Linked DNA regions of Rattus norvegicus: region 2 is linked to region 1. Evidence: chromatin contacts called from public Hi-C data. All regions are on one chromosome and are shown on one strand. Each heading gives the region's core, a stretch centred on a gene start, on an enhancer-like site or on the middle of the called end of the contact. The rest is flanking DNA. Distances are from core to core; before and after follow the strand shown.

Region 1 (2,590 bases), core at 42-2,541:
TACTTTCTTTATAGCAACTTAACAATCCTTTAGAGCACGTATCTGTCTACAATGTAAACTGCACACACACAAAAAAAGACTTCTTGTTCACTGCTGTCTTGTCAGGGTGTGAGATGCTACCTGGTATACAGCATATATTCAATTTTAACAAGTAAATGCTGCCACAGTGTACAATATTCAGAAGCAATATGAACAAGACTGTCCCACATGTGATCAACCTGCCATTACAAAATAATAGGGAGAGGGTAAATTATTCATCAAAGACATTGTTTCCTTTAGAGGAGTCCCCCTCTCTTCAATCTGCCTATCAATGAAAGATTTATTCTAATATATCTCCCTATAGTTGTTCTTAGACTATCAAGAAGATGCATTGTAGAAAAGAAATTATCATCCTGATAAATTTTTAAAAAAGATTTCTTGTAGAAAAGAGATTATTATCCCGATAAACTTAAAAAAAAAAAAAACAACAACAACCAAAAACCCAATTTCTTCTTTGCATCATACCAAGAAATCAACTCCAAGTGGATTAAAGCCTTAAAGATGAAAATTTAATCTTAAGATAAAGATAATCTTTAGTCCTTCAGATAAAGAGAGCTTTCTTAAGACAAGAAAGAAATAACACACATCACGAAGGAGTGGTGGATACAACAAAATGGCAAGGGTCTCATGGGAGCTGAGAAAGAAGCCCAGTAGTGGAGTCCCGACTGGCTCTCATGTCAGCCTGGATTGGATCCTGAGTACCACAAGGGAAAATGAAAAGCAAAGCCAAAAATGTGCTCATTCACAATATATGCCACAAAAGAGGGAGAAACAGTAGCACACTGGCAAAAGCTACAACTGTGGAACAGAGGGTTAGAACCTAGCACATCTATGGAAAATCTTTAAATCAAGAAAAAAGACAAGTAACCAACAGGAAAGTGTGTGTCTCTGTGTGTGTGTGGTGGTGGTGGGTGGGAGTTAAGTAGCCTCACTGGAGATCAAAAACATGCAATTTAAGCCACAATTAAATACCGTTTTTGTTCTTCAGTTTTGGCAAGACTTTTAAAGGTTGGGAAATGGGAAGTGCTGGCAGGGTTGAGCAGTCACGCTCTCACCCTCTGCCTGCAGCGGGGTGATTGTAAAGTGGCTATGGAACAACCGCCCTTGGCCACAGCAATTCGTTCTTAGGTAGAGATTCTGGAATGGCTGCAGCGAATGTGCATCTGGAGACATGTACAAGGTTAGAGGAGCTTTGCCCACACCAGTGACGTGCTGGAAAGATGCCGATGTGCATCAGTCATGCAGTAGATGCGTAAATCTCACCAGATATACCAATGTCTCGGCGCAGAGATGACTCACAGGGCACGAGTCCACGCAGAGGAACCTAGAGATGCCATGGGGAGGAGGGAAGCCAATCACAGAGAACAGCATGTGAAACCACTTATGTGCAGTTCAGATCCAGGCAAATCTGAACTGTAATTTCTCTAGAGATGCAGAGAAGCAATCAGGGAAGGCAACGGACTGTTGAAAGCAAATGAATGAAAGAACTCAGCAGTTAATCTCATTGTTTCCCCTGGCTATGGGAGTTCTTGTGCCATAGGGACAACTTTTACATTTATTTGTGGCTGAGAGCCAACCAACCCTTTTGTGTGTGAACACTTAAAAAAAATCAAAGTTCACATTCTCTTCTTGGGTAGTAGAAATTCCCACTCTCATAACAAATACGTACAAACAATAATGACAAGTTTCAAAGTGTGATTAATTTAAAAAGTGATTTAGTTTCCTTTCTTTTGCAATCGGCAAGGCCTCTTCCACAGTGTGGCAAATGCTGCACTCATTCCTTACAACTAAACTTTCCAACTAGGGTAGGAGTTGTTCCTTCTAGTTGTGTTGACTCAATCAATTCATGGTCCTGTTGTTTAGAGTTCAAAATTACTTCTCTCCCCCTCAATGTTGTAATTGTGTAACATTTGCTCATAAAGGAAATTGATGTGATCATGTCTGGCTTAGCAGGAAATTAAGCAGATAAGTAGTTAGACCATTCATTCTACTCAAGCTTTAGTGGAACAGGCACTCAGTACTGTCTGCTGTGTCCTCATTCACTCTATTGTCTATAGGTTCTGGATTTCACATTAATACCTTCTAATTAAAGAGAGCATTTCACTATGGAACCCGGGCTGACCTCAAGGTCTCCATCCACCTGCCTCAAATCTCGCAAATGCTGGAATTATTTAATGTAACTATCATAAATTATGTTCCTATCTTCAAATATTTAAGACACTAAAATAATTGTTACAGCACTTTAATAATAAAAACATGTTTTACAAAGTTTGGAATAGAAACTTGAAAGCTTTCACTGAGTTGATGATACTAAATAACTATAGCCAGGAGCTTTCAAATGGTAACAATAATAACCAAAAGCATAAACTGTATGTATTCAGAACTACAAACCTGTAGTCACAGGATAAACTCATAGTCATCATAGAAAGATACATCTTCTTTCCTGTCTTTAACTCAGTAAAGTCATTATTGAAACTGTAACATCCAGGGCTTACAACGCTTCTGCCTTAAGTTGTGTAACAGTGTAGTTGGGTCATTCATACCTCAGTGG
Region 2 (2,590 bases), core at 67-2,566, 87 kb before region 1:
GCAGCCCCACCTTCCCTACTTGGCACAGCTTAAGCTGGTAACTCCCTTTTGACACTAGTATTTCAGCAACATTTAAAGGAAAGGGCCATTAGCACTCAAAACAATGCTTTCTGGGTTTGTCTTCAAGTAAATTCTATACCTCATTCCAGGGTAGATAAAACTAAAGGGAAAAAAAAAACCTCATATAGGAATAACACATCTTTACTTTTCTTCCCAATCATCTTTTCTTTTTCTTAATCCACACAAAACTTATGTTAATTTTTTTAAACACACGAAATGAAAAACACCCAAATAGAAATAAAGTTGAACCCCTCCTGGGATCATTACAATATTTATGTGGAACATTTTCAGCCACAGTCATAATACTTCCATGCCTATTTATTTGAGAATTAGCTACAGGCAACCAAGGGACACACTTACAATGCTATGTGGGAAAATATGGCATAATAAATATTAAGCAACAGAAAATAGTGGGTGCTTTGTTTTCTGTGGCACTAGGGGTTAACCCCAGGGCCTTGCACATTCCCAGCGAGCACATTAGCACCAAACAATACCTTTAGCCTGTTTTTATTTTAATTCAGAGAGAGTTTTGCTATGTTGCACAGACTGGCCTCAAACTTGTAACCCTCCTGCATCGGTCTCTGATGTGCACAGCTACAACAGGCTAAGAAAATCATCTTAGTGCTAGTCCAAGGCAGGAAGAGCTATTTACCCTCATTAGTGAACACAGTGGATATGTGTGATGAAAGCCAGGCATCCCATAACCATCATGGTACCTTAATGGTCTTTGCTTTATAGACAGGCTCTCACTATGAGGACCAGGTCTCCCTCAAACACGTGATCCTCCAGTCTCAGCCTCAAGTTGTTTAAATTGTTTTACTATGTACATGCCTTCATTACACATTTCTTCGCCATCCATCCCTCTTGGAAATGGTTAAGCTAACGGATACCTGCCTCATTTACTCCAGTACAGCGAGCAAATGTCTGTGAACCTCGGGAATACCTGACAACCAAGAAGAAGGGAGGCATTCTGGAATATCCTAATTCTAAATATGGAGGGTACTCTATCATCTTGCTTTCATACATCACTAGACAACTACAAAAGCAGTGTGAATGAGAGACTGCAAACATGAGAGAAACTGGCTATAGTTCCAGATACTGCTTCAGAAAAATAAGACTCTTTACAAAAATCAAAGTATAAAACGGCCTGTATCTCCAGAGCAAGCAGACATTCTTAAATGTTAGCATTCAGTAGGATCATAGAACATGGGCAACAGCCTCTGATTTTCTGACGTTAACCCATAGTGAGTCATTAAATTGCCAGAGCCGTATATGGCATAAAGGAGGAGCTGACCGCAGTGCACACACCCAATGTGTCATAACTGATGATGCTCAAAGTACACGTTCATGAGCCATCTGGATTCCTTAGCATAGAGTTCTCTGAAATTAAATCATCCCAGTGGCAATGTTTACTACATTCCTTATGTCAAAATATAAACCTAGTTATCATAAATCTGATTATCCTTAATTATTCAAACCACTAAATCCCTGGTAAAAATTCTGAGCCATGATATGCTCTGCAGATTATGGTCTGGGGGGGGGGGAGATATACATTTGAGAAAAAGTGTGTTCAGTTGGACCAAAGTGGTACCATCAGAAATTACACTCCTGTAAATGCGCAAAAGTTCAAGGGAGCAATGGGGGATGGGGCGGGGAGGGGGAGGACACAGTTGATGAAGCTCTTGCTATTTAAGCATGAAGATCTAGGTTTTGATCCCCAGAACGCACGTAAAAAAGATGGGTATGGTAGCACTCACCTGTGATCTTAGTGATGGGAGGCAGAAGCAGAAGAGTGAGGGGGCCAGCGACTTTGAAACCACTGTGGAAAGTAAGCGTCATAATTCCATTCGTATGAAGAACATAGAACAGGGGAATCTGTAGGGCAGGAAATTGATAGTATACAATTGCAAAGCAGCGTCAGTTTAGTTTTAAAAGCCATGCTGCAATGTATACTTTAACTTGATATACTCTTTGACATGTAAATAATATTTTATATGACCTTTAAAAAATAAATCACAGTTGGGTGCCAAAAATACTTCTTCCGTTCCACATAATAGAGTTACAGAGGAGAGCGTGAGGCCTCCTGAGGGGTCCCCGTTGTACAAAGGCGATAGAATGCTTCTTCCCTCTGAGACCGTTTCGATTCTGACTGCTTGCACTCTCACTCCCTCGTCACTGTGGAGTCTGAAAGTCATTTTATTTCCTGGGCTATCCTGTAGAATCAGTCATGGAGGGCCTTAGCCAAAATAGGCACACCGTACGTGGAATTGCACACACAGTACATTAACTTCTTAACCTTCATATGAATAAGCTTATGAACTTAGCCAGGCATTTCACTGAGGCCCTGAAGGAATGAAGTGTTAATTAAAATTTAAGGGAGGAGAAAAAGATTTGGTACTTGGCATGTCGTCTGATGCAGTGATTTGTAGAAGTAAAACCTGAGAAACAGACACAAATGTGAAATGGTCCCACAGGCTGCCTACCTTTGGGCGGTCATAATTTACCTGCCTTGCTCACCCCCGCCCCCTTC

The links. A called contact is a pair of places that touch in the nucleus more often than the background predicts.
Region 2: a Hi-C map of Schwann cells shows a contact between it and region 1, with 2.5 times the contacts expected there. The contact joins two enhancer-like sites. A contact is called at or near these places in 3 of 12 Hi-C or Micro-C datasets (Schwann cells, liver and mammary epithelial cells).

What each region holds. Positions count from the first base shown.
Region 1 is chr3:84,823,237-84,825,826 of GRCr8, reverse strand. The region is part of intron 2 of LOC102553121 (a long non-coding RNA gene); the gene reads right to left. Among named protein-coding and RNA genes, the nearest start is that of Neurod1, 54 kb to the right of the region's middle. Within about 2 kb of position 1,291, at least 11 of the 93 cell types and tissues checked have an H3K27ac peak or open chromatin away from gene starts, as enhancers often do. A contact at or near this core is called in Schwann cells, where this site is marked.
Region 2 is chr3:84,909,942-84,912,531 of GRCr8, reverse strand. No RefSeq gene overlaps it. Among named protein-coding and RNA genes, the nearest start is that of Itprid2, 32 kb to the left of the region's middle. Within about 2 kb of position 1,316, at least 5 of the 93 cell types and tissues checked have an H3K27ac peak or open chromatin away from gene starts, as enhancers often do. A contact at or near this core is called in Schwann cells, where this site is marked.